Regions from separate parts of the Mus musculus genome. Here all the other regions are linked to region 4. The links are chromatin contacts, called in public ChIA-PET and HiChIP or PLAC-seq maps. All regions are on one chromosome and are shown on one strand. Each heading gives the region's core, a stretch centred on a gene start, on an enhancer-like site or on the middle of the called end of the contact. The rest is flanking DNA. Distances are from core to core; before and after follow the strand shown. Region 1 holds the start of Izumo2 (IZUMO family member 2). Region 2 holds the start of Trpm4 (transient receptor potential cation channel, subfamily M, member 4). Region 3 holds the start of Snrnp70 (small nuclear ribonucleoprotein 70 (U1)). Region 4 holds the start of Prmt1 (protein arginine N-methyltransferase 1). Region 5 holds the start of Kcnc3 (potassium voltage gated channel, Shaw-related subfamily, member 3). Region 6 holds the start of Dhdh (dihydrodiol dehydrogenase (dimeric)).

What was found. ChIA-PET counts read pairs in DNA pulled down with a chosen protein or histone mark. HiChIP or PLAC-seq counts read pairs in DNA pulled down with a chosen protein or histone mark.
Region 1: an H3K27ac HiChIP or PLAC-seq map of embryonic stem cells shows a contact between it and region 4, with 22 read pairs. The contact joins the promoter of Izumo2 here to the promoter of Prmt1 in region 4. A contact is called at or near these places in 3 of 39 promoter capture datasets (embryonic stem cells, pre-B cells and stem cell-derived epiblast-like cells) and 6 of 115 datasets of contacts at active chromatin or transcription factors (double positive thymocytes, embryonic stem cells and pancreatic cancer cells).
Region 2: a FOXA1 HiChIP or PLAC-seq map of pancreatic cancer cells shows a contact between it and region 4. The contact joins the promoter of Trpm4 here to the promoter of Prmt1 in region 4. A contact is called at or near these places in 4 of 39 promoter capture datasets (hippocampal neurons, liver, maxillary cranial neural crest and 1 more), 1 of 484 Hi-C or Micro-C datasets (embryonic stem cells), 2 of 115 datasets of contacts at active chromatin or transcription factors (memory CD8 T cells and pancreatic cancer cells) and 1 of 9 other capture datasets (liver).
Region 3: an RNA polymerase II ChIA-PET map of memory CD8 T cells shows a contact between it and region 4, with 86 read pairs. The contact joins the promoter of Snrnp70 here to the promoter of Prmt1 in region 4. A contact is called at or near these places in 5 of 39 promoter capture datasets (cranial neural crest, embryonic stem cells, hippocampal neurons and 2 more), 1 of 484 Hi-C or Micro-C datasets (CD4 T cells), 8 of 115 datasets of contacts at active chromatin or transcription factors (the SCID.adh cell line, double positive thymocytes, effector CD8 T cells and 5 more) and 3 of 9 other capture datasets (adipose tissue, liver and pancreatic islet).
Region 5: an HNF4G HiChIP or PLAC-seq map of pancreatic cancer cells shows a contact between it and region 4. The contact joins the promoter of Kcnc3 here to the promoter of Prmt1 in region 4. A contact is called at or near these places in 1 of 484 Hi-C or Micro-C datasets (embryonic stem cells), 4 of 115 datasets of contacts at active chromatin or transcription factors (bone marrow-derived macrophages, embryonic stem cells and pancreatic cancer cells) and 1 of 9 other capture datasets (liver).
Region 6: a contact with region 4 is called in an H3K4me3 HiChIP or PLAC-seq map of bone marrow-derived macrophages, with 4 times the contacts expected there. The contact joins the promoter of Dhdh here to the promoter of Prmt1 in region 4. A contact is called at or near these places in 4 of 39 promoter capture datasets (liver, neural stem cells and pre-B cells), 2 of 115 datasets of contacts at active chromatin or transcription factors (bone marrow-derived macrophages and memory CD8 T cells) and 2 of 9 other capture datasets (adipose tissue and liver).

The regions. Positions count from the first base shown.
Region 1 is chr7:44,706,908-44,710,270 of GRCm38.p6, forward strand. It overlaps Izumo2 (IZUMO family member 2), which reads left to right and starts at 1,823. Exons shown (of 7, transcript NM_001368390.1): 1 at 1,823-2,067; 2 at 2,149-2,223; 3 at 3,348-3,363. The coding sequence starts at 1,836.
Region 2 is chr7:45,332,380-45,335,419 of GRCm38.p6, forward strand. It overlaps Trpm4 (transient receptor potential cation channel, subfamily M, member 4), which reads right to left and starts at 1,401. Exons shown (of 25, transcript NM_175130.4): 1 at 1,308-1,401; 2 at 1,003-1,073. The coding sequence starts at 1,331. Hrc (histidine rich calcium binding protein) reads left to right here and starts at 2,890. Exons shown (of 6, transcript NM_010473.2): 1 at 2,890-3,040.
Region 3 is chr7:45,394,004-45,397,108 of GRCm38.p6, forward strand. It overlaps Snrnp70 (small nuclear ribonucleoprotein 70 (U1)), which reads right to left and starts at 1,739. Exons shown (of 10, transcript NM_009224.5): 1 at 1,506-1,739; 2 at 656-812. The coding sequence starts at 802.
Region 4 is chr7:44,984,388-44,987,682 of GRCm38.p6, forward strand. It overlaps Prmt1 (protein arginine N-methyltransferase 1), which reads right to left and starts at 2,033. Exons shown (of 10, transcript NM_001252476.1): 1 at 1,896-2,033. The coding sequence starts at 1,931. Gm15545 (predicted gene 15545) reads left to right here and starts at 2,513. Exons shown (of 2, transcript NR_045266.1): 1 at 2,513-2,983.
Region 5 is chr7:44,589,435-44,592,304 of GRCm38.p6, forward strand. It overlaps Kcnc3 (potassium voltage gated channel, Shaw-related subfamily, member 3), which reads left to right and starts at 1,452. Exons shown (of 4, transcript NM_008422.2): 1 at 1,452-2,324. The coding sequence starts at 1,452.
Region 6 is chr7:45,487,238-45,490,357 of GRCm38.p6, forward strand. Dhdh (dihydrodiol dehydrogenase (dimeric)) reads right to left here and starts at 1,568. Exons shown (of 7, transcript NM_027903.4): 1 at 1,437-1,568; 2 at 823-934. The coding sequence starts at 1,526. It also overlaps a transcript of Tulp2 not described here.

The DNA of each region.
Region 1 (3,363 bases), core at 573-3,072, 280 kb before region 4:
CAGAGAATCACATTGGAGAGTCAATTCTGCCCTTCCACAGTGTGGGTCCTGGGAATCGAACTCAGGTCCTCATGCTTAAGTGTTGTAAATCAGGTGGCTCCCTCAGCCTGACTTTTAGCCACTCAGCTCCAGCAGCTTAAGTCATCACCTGCCCCTCTGCCAGGGGCAGCCCATCTCCTCTGTTGCTACAAGCTGCTTACTGCTTACGTTTCAGTGGGATGTGCACACCCTTTGAAAGGTCTCTCTCAGCATCATGTCTCTCTCTGTGTCTCTTCTCTGTTTCCCAGTCTCTCTGTCTCTCAGTCTCTGTCTCTCTCTGTCTCTCTGTCTCTCTGTCAGTCTGTCTGAATCTCTCTGTCCAACTTCTAGAGATCCCTTCCCTCCCCCACTCACCCATAATAGCATTCTTGCCTTAGATCTACTGTGTGGTGTGATCTCTTAGTGGCACAGCTTGTCCCAGACCTTTCTCTGCTTAGCCTAACATTGAAGACCTGCTGAGCCATCGCACTGGCTCCTTGAACTTTTAAAATTGGACTTACAATTAGATAATCACCACTATCAGGAGGTTGAGACCGGAGGATTGGGAGTTCAATGTCATCCTTCGATAAATATAAAGTTCAAGGCCAGCCTGGGCTGTGTGACACACTCTTAGAAGAGAAATAGGGAGAGGGAGGGCTGGAGAAAGGAAGAAGAGAAAGAGAAACCGGGTGTGGACCTGGGAGTATTTGGGGCGATGAATAGGATCAAAATGCATTGTATGTGTCTGTGAAATTCTCAAAAATTATTTTTTTAAAAAACTATTCTTCCAGTCATGGTGGCGCACGCCTTTAATCCCAGCACTCGGGAGACAGGCAGATTTCTGAGTTCGAGGCCAGTCTGGTCTACAGAGTGAGTTCCAGGACAGCCAGGGCTATACAGAGAAACCCTGTCTCAAAAAAAAAAAAAAAAAAAAAACCTATTCCAAGACAAGGTCTTATTATGTAGCTCTGGCTGTCCTAGCATTCACTAATATTGAAAGAACCTAGTGGGGAAACCCCCACTCAACTCCCGATTCTGTGTGCACCCAAGAATCACCAACAGAACACAACACCTTGATGTAACAACACGAGGTATTTTAATGGCGGAGCGTCGGGTCGAAACGTATCTCACACAGGAGACAGTGGATTCGACCACGAGGCTTGGAAGCTAGGGGTTTTTATAGAAAAGGAGTGGGGCTGGGGGAGGAATTGGCACGGTTTCACATGATTGGTCCATTTAAACATCAGCAGCCTGTTAACATTTAACTTAGGTCAGAGGGGTGGGAGATAGGGAGGGGACGGGCCTGTCCCGGCATGTCCTGGTCTGTTCTGCTATGTTCTCAGCCCCAGGTTTCAAAGCTCACAAACAACTCTTTGGGCTATTTGACATACATTACATGAATCACAGGTCTCAAGTTTTATTTCCTTTCAATATAGACCAGGCTGGCCTAGAACTAACAGAGATCTGCCTGTCTCTGCCTCCAGAGTGCTGGGATTAAAGACGTACCTGGCTTCGAAAATTAGTAAGATGTTGTAAGAGAGAAAGAGGAAAAAAGAAAGAAACGTGAGGAAGAAGGAAAGCAAGAAAGTCTGTTGAATTAGTAAATTTAGCCTACAGTAAGGCAGGACACTTCAGTCTTTCTCAGCCAGGCTTTAGGGGTTGGAGGAGGGCAGGGTGGGGGTGGAGGGGGTGGGGGTGGGGGATGGGGGTTAGAACAGCACCCAACAGGTGTTCAATAAATATGTTAACTACCTGGATTCCAGAGCTACACTCGGAGTGTTCTGAGGTCGCCCCTGTGAGGTCACAAAGTCCCCACCATGCCTTTGGCCTTGGCCCTGGTGCTTTTGTGTGGCCTGGGCGGCCCCGGGGCATGGGGCTGCCTGCAGTGCGACCAGTCAGTGCTACTGGAGCTCAGGCAGTTGCGTGATGCCATCGTCACCAAGCGCTTCCATCTGGAAGGGCTGCAGGCGCGCGCGCAGGCCCTGCTGTTGAGCATGGAGGGGCCTTTCTTCAGGGACTATGCAATGAACGCTTTCGTGGGGAAAGTGGGTGTGTACTTGGGTGCGTAGGGAAGAGGCCCGGGGAGCTGTGGGCCTTCTGACCTGACAGGGCCTCCCTTCTGGTCTGCAGTCGTGGATCAACTGGAAAAAGTGGCGACATCCTTCAAGAACCAAGCCCAGTATATAAAGGCTAACTCTAAGACAGGTGGGAGACCCTTGAGCCACCCCCTGGCCTTCCTTTCTGCATCCGAGCTTCTCCTCTGGGCGGGCATGTGTCCTTTGCTGTGACAGCTAGGCAGAATTTTGAGAAAGGGTTGAGAGGGAGAAAAGCTGAGGTTCAAAGAAGTCAGGTGACCTGTCCAAAGTCACACAGAGTTGACGATGTATGCGGGACACTCCCATCTCTATAATGCCCATCACTAGGTGTGGCCAGCCACACACTTCTGTCTTCTTGTGTTTCTCAAACACTGTGATTTTTATAAACGGGGTGTTTTTGGCATTGTCTTGCTGAAAGACTACATTTCCCAGCTTTCTTTGCAGACTACAGCAATCATTTCAATGGGATAAGGGGTGACTTCTTCCTCTGGAGGCATTCTGGCCATCTACTTCTTTGCGGTGAATAAGCACGGTCCCATCTAAGGTTGGACCAAGCCTTTCTTTCTGTCTCTCTACAGCTGTCTTTTAAAAAAATATAATAATCTAACATTTGTAATAACCTTCCACCAGTGAGTAAACCCGTGGCCTGTCATCCTAGTAACTCAGGAAGCTGAGGCAAGAGGACCATGACTTTGAATCCCTCTAATTAGTTAGAGTTCAAAGCCAGCCTCAAAGCTCTAGGTGCCAGGATTCACGGGAACCAGCCGTTATTCAAGCACAAACAAGTCTGCACACACATTTTGAGTCTCAAACACTTGGGAGCCTTCCAGAATTCAGACTCTTTCTGGACAGTCAGGTCATTTTTGCAAAGAACCGAAATGAAAACCTCTAAAATCTGGAGCACTTAAAAATTCTTAAAATTTTATGTGTATAAGTGTTTTGGGGTTTTGGGGTTTGTTTTTTTTGTTTGTTTGTTTGTTTCTGCATGTATTATATGCCATTTGTGCATGCAGTACCTGTGGGTGTCAGAAGAGGGCATCAGATTCCCCTGGAACTGGAGTTCCAGGTGTTTGTGAGCCACCGTGTAGGAGCTGGAAACTGAATCTACGTTCTTTACAAGAGCAGCCAGTGCTCTTAAGCACTGAGCCACCTCTGTAGCCCAGTCCGACAATTCTGTAAGTGGCTGGAGGTTTGATGAGGACCTGCACTGAAGAGCATCTCTTCCTTCCTCAGACGTTCCTCTGCTGGA
Region 2 (3,040 bases), core at 151-2,650, 350 kb after region 4:
CCAAGGCCCAGAGCCACCTTCAAAGCACCACACTGCACCATCTTTCCAATGACACCTGTAGCCCACCAGCTCCCATCTTGTCCCACTGACTTTAGTCACGCTGTCTGTGACCCTCTGCCAGACCCACCAGTAAACCAGTATCTCTGTTTATTTATACAACATTTTCCTGTCCCACACTGGTGGGACAACAGGCTCCTGATAAAGTCACACTAAGGAAATCAGGTGTCACTGCCCCAAGGCCAAAAGTCTACCCTGAGAACTGAGTTAAAGCTGGACCCCGCTAGGGAGACTAAGCATGCAGCCAAGAAGCCTATAGGGCTTGCTCCTGTCCCCTGCCACCTACAGCACAGCACAGCTTGCAGTGGCAATTGCCCTCTTCTTCTCATGGGAGTTGCAGATATTCCCGGATGTTTATTAGATGTTATTAGGTGATGGGCAGAGTTCCAGAAATGTCCCAGAGTGACCTTGTTTAGTTTGCACAGCGGCCCCAGAAGGGAGGAGCTGTTCTGTGCCCAGGTGACAAGCGCAGCCCTAGAAGGGAATTACTATCCCAAAGCTGCAGAGCTATGTAAGGCTGGCAGGGCTGTGTGGCTATGCTCGCTGAGCCGGGATGACACAGAAAGCCGAAGCAGAGACAAATGACACAAAGAGACAGAGACACAAAGACACAGAATGGATCCCCACCTAGAGGGGAATGAAGAATTCGGGGCGTGCCCTAAGCAGGGTGGCCCAAAACAAGGGCAGGGGGAGGGGTCTGTCTCAAGTGAAGGCGGGAAGGTCCTTAGTGGGCGGGGTCTGAGTGTGTTGAGCTGAGACTTCTGTGGTGGGTGGGGTGTGTCTGTGCACCAAGACCTCCTGCGGTAGGCAGTGAAGGTCAGTCTGTGGTGGGCACCCTTGTCTGCGTTGAGTGGGGCGAGTCCAGTCTATGGGGGCGGAGCCTGTCTGCAGTGGGGCAGGGCCCGCGAACCTACGCTGCCAGGTCAGCAGCCCCGAACTGCTCACCCCGCATCATCGGAGAGGTCCACTATGAACGTCGTGCACACCTTCTTCCTGAAGATCTTAGGGATCCAGCTCTGAGAACCGGAACAAGAAGGGCAGGGCAGGGAGTCGAGTCAGACCCACAGGATTCGAAGACAACCCCGCGCGCCCACGGGACACACTGGGAACTCCTCCCTCGGGCTCAGCCAGGAACCCACGCAGCTCGGTCTGGGAACTCCTGGTCCAGCCACTGCAGCATCTGACCCGGATCCCCGGAGCTGGCTCCGCCTCTGGACCCCACTCACTCCCAGCCCCACGCTGTGCGATACCTGCTCCTTCTCCGGCCCCACCATGCTGCTGCCGCAGCCCCTGAGGCTCCGTGTATTTCCTCCAGCCGCCGACCCGCCCGACCAAACCGGATCCGCAACTTCGCAGCCCAGCCCGGGGCGGGGAGTCCCGGGACACGTCACGGGAGGCGGGGAGAGGGCGGCTGCGGAGGAGGGACAAACTCTGCTGCCAAACCAGTGATGGGGTCGGTTTGGGGGACAAGAAAGACCGAGAGTTGGAAGGCAGAGCAAGCGGAGGAACGAAGGAAGCAGAGTGGGGCACACGATAGATGTCAGCCATGGGACAAACATAGATTCGGAGAGACAGAGACTGAGAGAAAGACCCAGAGAGAGAGAGACAGAAACTAAGAGAGGGACCCAGAGAAAGAAAAGGGGGCAGAGACCCAGAGAGAGAGAGAGAGAGAGAGAGAGAGAGAGAGAGAGAGAGAGAGAGAGAGAGAATATGAAGACAGCAATACAGAAAAAGAATGAGATATCCAGAGATAGTTAGAGACAGATAGAAATACAAAGTGATAGAGCAACAGAGTCCCAGATTCAGAGAGGAGAGACAGAGAGAACAGAGACACAGAGAGAACTAGAGAGAGAGACACACACACAGAGACAGAGATACAGGGAGAAAGAGAGAGACAGAGAGAGAGAAAACACACACACACAGAGGAGAGACAGAGACAAACACAGACACACACACAGAGACAGACAGACACACAGAGAGACAGGCACACACACACAGAGACAGACAGACACACACAGAGAAACAGACAGACAGACACACACACACAGAAAGAGAGAGAGAGAAGAATCAAAGAGAAGGATCAGGGAAGACACAGTAGGAGAGGAGAGGTTAGAATCCTGAGAAGAAACACGGAAGCTCAGAACAGTGACTATAATGGGGGGGGGGGGGTTGACTCATAAAGGACAAAAACTCAAAGACGGTGGATATACTGACAAGTGTGGGGTGGGTGACACTGACCAGCAGAGAAGGCAGTGACACCTGTTTGCAGCCAAGTCCCTTTGGTGGGGACAGCTGAGGCCTAGTAACCTGAGCCCCCAGCACCTCCCCCCTGTTGTATTTATAGCACTGGTCTGGTCCCCTGTCCCCAGATCTGAGTTCCAGTGAGAGGAGGTCATGGGGTGTTGGGCACAGTATTCCTTCACTGTCTTCCACAGCTTCTGCAGGACACCACTGTCACACCGAATGTCCCATTCTGCCTGCACGCTTCCCAGTGTTTACCTTGCAGGGGGCCCTCTGCTCCTGCATCCTCCTCTCCCAGAGCCCCAGGCTTTCCCAGCAAGACACTCTAAACGTTCAGCCTTTGTGCTAAAAATGCCAAACTTGAGCTTGTCACGTCCCTGCCTCCCCCCCCCCGCCCCCGCCATGAAGACCCCTCCACCACCCAGTCCTGAGCCAGAGGAACAGGAGGGGAGGGGCAGGCAGGGAGTGACCAGAATAACTTAGGCTCTGGATAAATTTAGCAGCAAGAAGGGGAGGGGACAGACCCCATTGGTCCAGCAGTGGGAAGGGAGGTCCTGGAACCAGGGTCACAGCTGCAAAGGGGACATCCTCAGAGGGTCATCCAAGACCTGAGGAAGATAGAGAGGCAGAGAGTGGGAGCTATACCACGACAAAAGGGACAATCTGAAAGTCAAAGCCAAAAAGGCACAAGGACCCATCAGAGGCAGCTGAAGCCAGCCTGGTCAGACGCTCAGCTGCTAAA
Region 3 (3,105 bases), core at 489-2,988, 410 kb after region 4:
GGTGGATCACCTAACCCTGGAGAGGCAAAGGCAAGCAGATCTCTTGAGTTTGAGGCCAGCCTGGTCTACAGAGTGAGTTCCAGAACAGCCAGGGCTACACAGAGAAACCCTGTCTGGGGACTTAGGAGTCAGGGTGGAGACACAATTGCCAATGTAACCAATTTGGCCAATCACTTGGGCTAGGGACTACCACATCCATACAAAAGATATTCTTAACCCTACAAGGAAATGAGCCGCTCCTGGAAGCACACACCCATTACATGCAGCATTTACATGACTGAGAAAGGACTGCCATAAGATCTAAGCTACACAGCAAAACCGTATCTCAAAACTCAACGAAAAGAGGTTAGCACTATGGTTCTGCAGGCTAAGGCTCTTGCAGCCACGCCTGACAACCTAGGCTTCATCTCTTGGACCCACAAGATGGAGAGAATGGCCTCTTTCAAGCTGTCCTCCGACATTCACAGATTTGCACATACACCCACATATACAAAAGTATAATTAAAAAAATTAAAATGCACACAAAAGCACAAAACATGATCAGAAAACGTAAAAGCCACATGTGTGAACCACACAACTAAAACTGTTTTGAAGCCGAATGCCTCAGGGTAGCCTGCCCCATCCAGAGCTAAACCCTCCCTCCCAACATGCTCACCTCAAACTCTCGGATGTATGGTGCAATGCCACAGTAAGGTTGGTTATGGTGTTTTTCATGTGGCAGCTTTTCCAGGGGTGGCAGGTATGGGATGGGATCTCGGGGTGCAAAAAGGGCCAGAAGGTTGGGAGGCAGAAACTGTGTCATCTTGCCAAATCTAAGACCAGAAACGTTATGTTAGCATACTTTACTTAGCACTGCTTTCTTTTAGGCCCCCTTCACCCAAAACAAACAAACAAACAAACAAACAGGTGTGAGATTTGGAGACGGATGCTGCTATCCTGGTCAAGGGAGTGACCAACATCTGCTTGAAGAAAAGCTCTTGGTAAGAGCTGAAAAACTTAAGGCTGGTAACAGAAAACAAAGGGGAAAAGGAGTAGGAGGTGTGGGACCCAGGTCGAAGCCTCGCGCTCTAGAGGTTGCTCGCTTCATACCTTTAAGATTATGAAGTAGGGATTTCAAGGGAGGCCATAAGGATAATATCCAGGAAGCCAGGGGCCTCTGCGTAAAATATCTAGGAGCCGAGAGACGAAAGGAATTATGGGTAGAGGTCCAGGATGCGACCAAAAAAAAAAAAAAAAAAAAAGGCGAGAAAAAAAGGCAACACACAAACCGCAAGGGCCTGTGGGTAGGGGACCGCAGGAGATTGGGGGAGGGGGATCCTGAGGGAAAGAAGGCTGGAGTGCCCAGAGAACTCTGGGTAAAGGATGGGGGACGCAGAGGGAGAAGTCAAAGGCACTAACCCGGGAAACGGGCCACAGCAGCGGGGAAAGGGTTCGGGAACCCCGCAAGGGCTTGTGGGTAGCGGCCCCACTCCCCGTTAAGGCCTCTCATTCACCCACTCACTCACCGCGCGGCGCTCTCCTCAGCCTGACGTTAGCCTCAGGCCTCGCGGCCGCCCTTCACAAACAAAAACTCCCGCTCCGACTTCCACTTCGGCGGCGCCCGCGTCAGGTAGCTTCGGTGGTCCGCGCAGCGCGCGCAAACCAGACCTCTCCTCACAACCCGCGCGGCCTCAGCTCGCGACCAGAACTGGGAGTGGAGACGACTCGAATCCCTCCGCCTTTCGCAATGCGCATGCGCCGTACGAGTCAAACGACACCCTCACAGCAGTCCAGGCCTTACCAGGGGCACTGCGCATGCGCCAAAACTGTACTCATTCTGAAATGGCTAAACATCCGCGGCCCGGCTGTCGTACTGCGCATGCGTGATCGGACCTAGGTCGGTCTCAGCCTCGCGCTCTAGCTAACCGCCTATGACCGCGAGACACTTATGGAAGGTCCGCCCTTTCTCCTTACACTTCCCGGACCTTGTGCGCATGCGTCTAAGTGATGCACCACGTCGCATATCCTTCCGCAGCCTGTCAAAAAGTGCCTGCATGAACAGGGTCTTTGCGTTTACGTTGGATTTGACAGGAAACTCTTGCCCGGGTAGCGGTTGTGCACGCCTTTTATCCCAGCACTTAGGAGGCAGAGGCAGGCGGATTTCTGAGTTCGAGGCCAGCCTGGTCTACAGAGTGAGTTCCCGGACAGCCAGGGCTATAAAGAGAAACCCTGTCACAGGGAGGAAAAAGAGAGAGAGAGAGAGAACTCTTTCCCAAAATTTTTGTATGTGCTAGCCACCGTTTGGCTCATGATAAAATAGTCATCTCTTTGGCTCAGTGGTTAAGAGCGCCGACTGCTCTTCCGAAGGTCCCGAGTTCAAATGCCAGCAACCACATGGTGGCTCACAACCATCCATAACGAAATCTGATGCCCTCTTCTGGAGTATCTGAGGACAGCTACAGTGTACTTACATATAATAAATGAATAAATCTTTAAAAAAAAGTCATCTCTTCTTCCTGGAGCTCATATTGTTGAGAGAAAAAGATAAATCTGTTTTGTATTATTTTTCCTTTTTATTTTGTCTTTTATTTTTTTCTTTCTCAGAGCTGAGGACCAAACCCAGGGCCTTGCTCTACCACTGAGCTAAATCCCCAACCCCTACTTTTCCTTTTTAATGTGTTCTGTTGTTTTTATCTTTACTTTTTTTCAGACAAAGTTTCACCATAGCCAAAGATGTCTTTGCATTTTGTATCAGTATGTATATTTTATCTTTTTATATATATGTGTGTGTGTGTATATGTGTGTGTGTATATATATATATATACACACACACATATATATTTCCTGTTTTCTGTACACCAGGCTGACCTTGAACCCACTGACCTCTGCCTCCAGAGTGCTGGGATCAAAGGCATAGAGCACACAATTCCAGGCTTTTTCTTTTTCATTTTCTCTTCTTTCTCCTTCTTCCTTCTTTCTTTTGTTTCTTTCTTCTTCATTGGAGACAATGAAGGATCTGGAGAGATGACTCAGCAGTTAAGGGCAACTGGCTGCTCCCTCCCACGGTCCTGAATTTGATTTCCAGCAACCACATGATAGCTCACAACTATCTATAATGGGATCTAA
Region 4 (3,295 bases), core at 783-3,282:
CCATACACACCTACCCCATCTAGGCCACAAGACCCAATACTTGCCAGGGCACATGGGCACTGCCCAGCTGTTGCTCCCCTTCACTACCTAATCCCCCCCCAAGAGATTAGGTGACATTTCCTGACACACATGCCAGGCTGAAGTGCCATGAATAAACTGGAGGGAGGGGTAGGAAGGGAAGGGTGCTGTCGCCTGTCCTAAGAGGATTCCATTAGAGAGACGTAGCACACCACCAAAGCAGCAGGCATACCACCAACTCACACCCACACCAACACACAGAGGCAACCTGACCTCTTTGGTTTCCCTGCCTTTCTGAGGAGGTATCATATATGCCTTGGAAAACTGGGTCCAGCCCATTCCCCACCTCACCTGGGTTCCCACACTGGAACAGCCTTTTCTTTTCTCTGTCCACAAGTCCCAGGGCCCAGGGTCACCATAGTGACCCTGTAGGCTAACTGATCCCTATTTATGGCAGATTTCCCAGCAACTGACCTTCCCCTCCAGAGAACTTGAAGAGGTATGGGCCCCATCAAATTAAATACCATCAATGACTGCCACCCAAGGCTTCCAGAGAAACGTCACAACCTAACCAAGCTCTCAGCTCCCCACAGCCTGGGAGGTGAGATTCCCACGTGGGCCCCACTTTTTCAATAGTACAGACGGACACCAGAAGGTTGACAAATGACTGAAGAGAGCTTGAAACCCATGTCTAGGACCTGCCTTACAAGCCTGATGATGAGCTACTCAGAAGTCAAAAGAAAATGGCAAGTTCAAGGCCATACTCAGCTACAGGGTGAGTTCAAGGCCAAGCACATTTTTTTTTTTGAGGCAGGGTTTCTCTGTGTAGCCCTGGCTGTCCTGGAACTCACTCTGTAGACCAGGCTGTCCTTCAACTCAGAAATCTGCCTGCCTCTGCCTCCCAAGTGCTGGGATCAAAGGCGTGCGCCACCACCGCCAGGCTCAGGCACATTTGTTTAATTAAACTAAGTAAAAAGTAGACTGAGGAATACAGCTTAGGATCGAACAATCAACGATAAGCAGGTAAGCAAGGCAGATGCTAGAATTTCATTCTGTTTTGGGGGGAAATTAGGCAAAAAGGCGGAAATGTTCAAAAAGGGGTCCCTTGCCACATTCAAGTTGGTAAAAATGGAGCTCTGTGGAGGTTAAGGCCCATGGCCATCCGAACTCCTTTATCCCCCACCACTGACCTCTGACTATCCATCCACCCGAGGGCCCTCCCATGAAGGGGTGGGCTTGGGCCACGCCCCATGAAAAAAGACGCCCCTCTCACACGCCCATAGTGACCACGAGGGGGTGCCCGGCGACGGATCCGGATCTCCTCGGATGAGATTCCCCACCATCTCCTTAAAGAGAGGTCACAGGGCTATGCCCATCCCCCCCCCCCCCCCCCCCCGCTGCACAAGGCTAACACAGAGTTGGGGAAAGGGAGGCTGGGGACTGATGTTCTCAGGCCCCACGCGGGTGCAAAGAGCCCGGGCTGCATGGACATCCACAGCCGAGCCAGGGAGAGCGGGTGGCAACCCCTGGACCCCTTGAGTGCAGCCCAGGTCATCGGGCTGGGGGCGGGGCCTTTGTCCTGCACGTGGAGCCCACGGGGCCCCTCGAGGCGGCACACCCCCCTCCCCACGCTACTCTGCGAGACCACGTGCGGCCCGGCTGGAAGCGCCCCCGGCCCGCGACCACGTGCGACAGTCCTCGGCTCGGCTGCGGGTCCCAAAGCACCGAAAGCCGAGATCTCTCCCGTCACGATCGAACACATCCCCCGATGCGGACCAACGCGAAGCCAGGCACATCAAAAGGCCCCGTCCCCACAGTTCAGGCCGTGGGCCACCCGTCTCGCGCCGCCCCCGGGCCTAAAGAGCCCAGCTACTCACCTCCATGATGCAGTTCGCGGCCTCGGCTGCCGCCATCTTCACCCGAGTCCTCCGGCCTCCGAGACCCCCCCCTCTCTCTTTTCTCCCCCCGGCTCGACCGGGGACCGCCTTTTACCAGAGGGTCCTCAGCCCAGCCCCCGATACCCCGCCATAAGTTCTCATTGGTCTGTAAAGCCGTCCATCTGAGAGCTTCATATTTCAATTGGATGACAGACACGCCTATCAAACATAAAGTGCCCGCCCCCCTAGCGTTTAAAGGCCCGCCCCCTCCTGTCCGCTAGGAAGAGAACAACTGCCTGTCTGTCTCACCCAGCACGTGTGACGATTGGGTAAAATTCACCAGATCTTCCCGCCCCTTTCTGGCCAGCTCCGCCCTGGAGCTTCCCGGCGGGCTCCGCGCTAAGCGGACGTCTAGAAACTGACTTGTCTATCATTAAGCTAATCCCCTCCTCCCTCGTTGATATTGGCTGAGCCAAAGGTGACGTTCGCGGCTCTAACGCCACCCTGTTTAAGCGACAGGCCTAGAAGAAGAGGGGCCATTGGCCCATAAGGAAGCAGGCAGAGCTTTGGGCAGCAGCAACTGGCTCTTAGGAATGTCAATCATCACCATTCTGTGGATTCCTCTCCCCCATACCCCCTACCCCGGTCTTGGATGTTTTCTGGAGGAACTGGGGAGCGTGGGCGCGTTAAGTTATAGGGAAAACCCCAATTCCTGAGACGTGGATGAGGGCGCATTCTAGTCTGTGATTCCGAAACCAGCCATGATTCGCTGTGAGCTTCCCACCCCTGTGCTGGAAGGCGCCAAGTTCTGAACACCTGTGGCCTCCTCGTGGCCTCCAGGTCCTCTGCGGGAAACACCCAGCGTCCTTTGTCTGACCAACTCCTACACGTCAATCACCGGCAATTCGGACGCCACCTCTTCCAGGAAATTTCCCTGAATCTGCAGAAAGTTACTCCTTCCCTGAGGATGGATGTCAGTTGCTGGATTCGTGAACCTTCCCTTTGCCTTCAGTCCCACCAGTCTATGGTCCAAACATAAGATCCTTTAAACTCCCGTATGAGCCCTCCAGTGGGAGCTTCCGCATAAGGTACGCGAGCACATCTGACCTGTTTCCTTCCAACGCCTAACACTTACTTTGTATAGTGTGAGCATGCATTCGTGTGTGCCTTGCACGTATGGAGGTCACAAAGCAATGAACAGGAGTCCTTTCTCCCACGATGTGAGTGTAGGGAATTGAACACAAGTCGTCAGGCTTAGCGGCAAGCACCTTTACCCTCTGCTGCAGACCAACACTTACAATCTGGTAGATCTTTTGTTTGACTGATTCTCACTGTGCCTTGGGCCTGGAACTCGCCGTGGAGATCAACCTGTTTTTGTCTCCCAAGTGCTGAGATTTAAG
Region 5 (2,870 bases), core at 202-2,701, 400 kb before region 4:
TCCCAATGGTCCCGTCTGACCTCGTGGCTGAGAGGCTGTTGTCCGTGCTCCCGGTGGCGCTCTTTCCTGCATGCCTGGTCCCCACTCCTTTACCCATCTCTTGGCCCTTCTGTCTGCACTCTTTGTTGTCTACGCTTCATCCCCTTTCTTCCACCAGCTGGCAACTTTTGCCCCTTCCCTAAGACGTAGTGGACCATCCTCCGGGGTCTCTACCAATGAATCTCTCTATTCCAGCCCACCCCCAGCCCCGTGCCCAGCAATGAGTGTCCTTCCCCTAACAGGCATCTCATTTCCAGAACTCCATCCCACCAGCCTGGAGGCTTCTGGCTCTCTAAATGCTCATTTTTAGCGCCCCACTTTGCCATCCACTTACTAGTCGCATCTTCCTCTGGACTATTGAAGGTGTTTCATATAAGATATAGACCCTGTCCATCTGCCTGTGTCTCCCATTCGTCCGGATCCTCTTCGCCCAGGTCTAACCCCGTCTAACGAAGTCCAAATTTGCAACATCCAGTTGGACATGGTGGTGCTCATCTGTCATCTCAGCTACTTGGGATGCTAATGTTGAAGCAGGAGGACAGCGAACCTAAGACCTCCCTCAACTCCACAACTTGCAGCCTCCGCCCCTCCCCAGCTTTCATCCAGAGGCTCCCAGGCCTCGCCTTCCTTCCTTTACCATAGCGTCCCAGTATCTTCCGCTTCGACTGTCTCCTGTGAGTTTTTTTATTTAATCAAGTTCCAACTCCACCTCTAGTTCCCTTGTACCGCCCTCACCCCAGTTGAGACCCTCCCCCCTCATTGTCGCGGCCCAATAAGGATTGTTAATAATCTCTTGGGCTCGCTGCATCCAATTACTCCTACTTTCCCGTTCATTTGCCTTTTCAGTGCAGGTCCCGCCTGCCCGGGCTCTAGGCAATTTGTTTTCTTTTTGTCAGCTTCTCTTGTTGTGACTTCTTTCCCCCCACCCACCACCCCCCAACCCGTTCCTCACCCCTACCCCCACCAGAATTGATAGGCCTTTTTTTTTCGAGGCAGAGTCTCATGCAGCCCAGGCTGGCCTCTATCTCACTTTGTAGCATGACCTTGAACGCCTGATCCCCCTTCCTTCACGGTACCTGGCTCTTTCCCATACCTGGCTCTGAGGTCTCCATTTTCGCTGTGCTGCTGAGTTAGGCATTTTTAGGGTCCCCTTGACGCCCCGCCCTCTCCTAGGTAGGATCCAATCCCTGAGCTTTCTGTGCAACCCCACCTCCTCTAGCTAGGCTGGGTCGGAGTCTGCCTAGCCGTGGCCCCGCCCAGTCGCTCAGCCCAATCAGCTCGTGCCCTCCCTCCACCTGCCCAATCACACCCTCCCATCCATTCATCGCCTCCTCCTGTCCAATCACGTCTGCCTCTCTACCCGGGCCCCGCCCCCGAGACCCTGCCCCCTCCCAGCCCCGCCTCCCTGTCCAATGCTCAGTTCAGTGTGCGTCTGGTCGTTCCGCGGGCGCCAGGGGACCGGCAAGCAGCAGCCTCAGCCGGTGCCAACGCCGCAGCCGCCTGAGTCCTCACCGCCGCCTCTGCCGCCGCCGCAGCAGCAGCAGTGCTCTCAGCCCGGCACTGCCGCCTCCCCGGCGGGTGCCCCGCTTTCCTGCGGGCCTGGGGGCCGGCGTGCCGAGCCATGCCCCGGGCTGCCGGCGGTGGCCATGGGGCGGCACGGCGGCGGCGGCGGCGACAGCGGTAAGATCGTGATCAACGTGGGCGGCGTGCGCCATGAGACGTACCGCTCCACGTTGCGCACCCTGCCAGGGACCAGACTGGCCGGGCTGACCGAGCCCGAGGCGGCCGCGCGCTTTGACTACGACCCGGGCACGGACGAGTTCTTCTTCGACCGTCACCCGGGCGTCTTCGCCTACGTGCTCAACTACTACCGCACCGGCAAACTGCACTGCCCGGCCGACGTGTGCGGGCCGCTCTTCGAGGAGGAGCTGGGCTTCTGGGGCATAGACGAGACGGACGTGGAGGCCTGCTGCTGGATGACCTATCGCCAGCACCGTGACGCTGAGGAGGCACTGGACTCTTTCGAGGCCCCGGACTCCTCGGCCAACGCCAACGCCAACGCCGGAGGCGCGCACGATGCGGGACTGGACGACGAGGCGGGCGCAGGAGGCGGCGGCCTGGACGGGGCAGGCGGCGAGCTCAAGCGTCTGTGTTTTCAGGACGCGGGCGGAGGTGCCGGAGGACCTGCCGGGGGCGCGGGCGGCGCGGGCGGCACCTGGTGGCGGCGCTGGCAGCCCCGTGTGTGGGCGCTTTTTGAGGACCCCTACTCGTCGCGGGCTGCCAGGGTGAGCGCGCTCTCCGAGCACTCCTAATTATCCCAACCGCTCTGTTTCCGGAGCACTCCATCCCAGTGTCCCTCCTCCTCTTGAGCCCTCCAGTTCTCTGGAAGCCCTTCCTCCTTGCAGCTGGAGTTCCCTGCACCCCTGCAAACACACCCCTCTCTTTAGACCACCCTTCCAAGGACACCTCCCGAAAACTTAAGCGTCCCTGGGACCTTCTAAACCCCAACTCGCTGCTGCTCCTAGTCATCATAGATCCTGGGGAACAGCTTCCTAGCTGGATTTCCCTGACAGTCCTACCCCACCTTTCTCACACACCTTCTGAGACCTTTGGCAGGTCCCCAGAATGGCCTCAGCCTCTTCAAAACTTCTCCCACTGTCCCTTGAACACTCCAAAGCCATTTTCTTATTCCCGATCCTCAGTGTCCCAGGTCCCACCCATCTCCAGACCCTCTGAAGTTCCATCTCCATCTCTCCCTCCTTGGAGCCCTCCCTCATTCTCCCTGGGCCCAACTCCTAGATCTGTTTTTCTCTCAACTTTGGGCCTCCTGG
Region 6 (3,120 bases), core at 318-2,817, 500 kb after region 4:
CAGAGGTCTATAAATGCTAGAGTCCCAGAGGTGGATTGTTGGTCAGGGCTTGTGAAGGAGTTATGTACAAAGAAGAAACAAGGAGAAATTAGATATTCTGACAGGGAAGATCAAACTTGCCCATAATCAGCAGTCTCCGATTAACATCCCCCCAAACTCCCTTTCTGACCCCTGGCTTTACTCAGGGGTCTCCTTTCTTCCCTCTCTTTTCTTCTTATGTAGTGTTAGGGGGTTGAAAGGGTGGAAGAACCCACAAAGTAGCAAAAGACAGTTACACTTTTGGGAGGCTGAGGCAGGAGGACAGCCAATTGGAGGCTATGTGTGAGGTCTATCTCAAAAGCCCAAGTGGCCAAGCATGCTTGCCTACACCTTTAATCCCAGTGCTTACAAACTGGAAGCCAAGGCAGGTGGATCTCTGAGAATCTGAAGCCAGCCTGGTCTACATAATAAAGTTTCAGGCCAGCCAGGGCTATACAGTGAGTGAGACCGTCTCTCAAAATAAAATAAAAGTGTGGGATTCAGCTCGGCGGAGCTTTTGCCTAATGTGTGAGAGGCCTTGGGTTCCATATCCAGTATCGCAAAATAAACAAGTAAATAAATTCTTACCAGATTTTCTAGCCTTGGGAGAAACTTAAAACTTAGCCTTGGCTAAGCACAGATTAATATTGTTCAGCCAGTCTCGGGTCACGTGTAAGCCTATTAACTGTCTCCTAACCAGGCCGAGCCTGAGCCTTTCCAAAGACCACCCCTGCAGCCCAGTGCATCTGTAGGCAAGAAGCAGTGCCTAGCTCTGCCCCCACCTCCCTGGTCCAGGCCACTCACCCACGTTTGGGTCCTTGGCCAGTTCCTCATAAGAGCCATAGGCCTTGGGGATGTTGAATTTCTGTGCGAACTCCTCGGCCCGGTTCAGGTCCCTCGCAGCTACCGCTACCACCTAGCGTGGGATTCAAAGGGTTGAGATGTGGAAGACAAAGTAGACGAGCTATGGAGGAGGCTGCAGTGGGGAGCATCTAGCCTCCTCCAAGATGGCTAGGGAAGGTATTACTGGTGGGGAGGGGAAGCAGATTGGGGGGGGGGGCAGACTTAGGCTGTGCTTGGTACATGGCAAGACTGAATAGAGAGGAAAGGGGAGTCTGTAAGCAAGCCCAGGATCCTCCCCGACTGCCCCATGGCTTCGCCTCCCAGCAGCTGATACCTACCCCCTGCAAACCGCGAGCCCCTCAGACTGGGGCGCATAGGAGGTGTGAGCTGAAAACAAATCTCTTATGGCCTTGGGGACCAGAAGGGTCCCCTTCTCTTCTCAGAGTCACTGCCTTAGACCTAGGGACTCTCCTCCCTCACACTCGGGGCTCCCTCGTTCCTCGGACTAGGGACTCTTTCTTAGACCCTCGGCTCCACTCCTCCCTCGGACCCAGTGTCTTCCAAGGGACGTGCACCTGGTGCTCCGAGGAAGGCAGTGAGCTCAGCACGGTGGTAAAGTCGTTGGCAATTAAGCCAGCCGACACGATGCCCCAGCGCAGCGCCATTTTGCACGTCTTCTGCCTGCGGGGGCCGGAGGCGGGGCCAACGCCACCCCGCGCTGCAAGCCGCCCGCTTCCCTTTGACCCTCAGGACACGACCTCAGGACGTGAAACCGCAATCTCTCCACCCGTCTCCTCCTTCCCCTCCTCCCTGCGCCCGCCCTTCTCCCTCCCTCCTTCTCCTTCTCCTTCTTCTCAGTGCCTAACTCTTGCCCAAGCTGGCCTGCAATTCACAATATATATATATAGCCAAGGCTGCTTGCTGACCATAAACTCAAGGCAATCCTCCTGCCTCAGCTCCTTGAGTGCAGCAATACAGGCATACACCACCGTGCCTGTCTTTCAAGTTGCCTTTTTACTTTTTATTTTGAGATGGGGATTTGCTATTGTTATCAATTAGTCTGTGGGGCCCGGGCGTGGTGGCGCACGCCTTTGATCCCAGCACTCTGGAGGCAGAAGCCGGCGAATTTCTGAGTTCGAGGCCAGCCTGGTCTACAGAGTGAGTTCCAGGACTGCCAGGGCTACACAGAGAAACCCTATCTCGAAAAAAAAGCCAATAAAATAAAATAAAATAAAATAGTCTGTGGTCTCAAGAAAATGACCACAGGATCCAAAGTATTTCTGACAAAGCAAACGTTTTACTTCTGGAGAGGACCCAAGTTCTGTCCACTTGGCAGCTCGAAACCATCTTCCAGGATATCCAGTGCCGCCTTCTGTCCTCTGAGGGCACCAGGCATGCACATGGTGGGCATGCATGCATACAGACAAAACTCTTCAACGCATAAAATAAATTAGGAAGGAAGGAAGGAAGAAAAAGAAAATATGGAGGAGGAGGATTCCTTGGAACCAGAGTTGCAGGTGGCTGTGAGCCGTTCATTATATAGATGCTGGGAAGAACAGTAGATGCTCTTAACCTGAGCCCTCTCTCCACCCCCCAGATTATGTCTTTACAAGTCTCTTTAATGATGGAACTTGATTTATCTCACTTGCCGTCGAGAGGGGAAAGAATGTGCACCTTACTGATAATAGCTCCTCTTCACTTACAGCCCAGTTTCATTCTCTCTCGTCTGATCCACTGAACACTGACTGACTGTGCCCAGGTGTTCACAAGTCTCCTATTTAGTAAGGCATAGGAGGCTAATCAGTTATTGTGCTTAACTGATTGAACTAAGTGGCGGCGAGGCAACAGGGACTTTCAGCACTGGAGCGAGGGAAGCCAGGGCTGAGGTCACCTTCTCCTCCCATCTTCACGTAAGCCTTTGCCAGGAAAGACCGTTCCCTGTCACAGGCGCCACAGGTACACGTGCTTAAGATAGCAATCCTCCTGCCTCAGCTTCCCAAGCAGCTCGTACGGACAGGCCTGGATCACAGGCCTCAGAGCTGGTCCTGTGTCCTGTGACCCCTGGAGTTAGGGACAGAGTTGTCTTCCATGTCCTTCTGTTTCTTCTTGGCTTAGCCCTGGACCTCTCTGGGGGTCACTTTTCTGTTCTGGAGACTGAAGTCCCCACAGTTTCTACTTAGAAGAAAGTCTTAAGAGGATTAACTGAGTTCTATGGCCTATTATGTAAATATACTCAACCGGTTGGCAAAGTCTACCTTC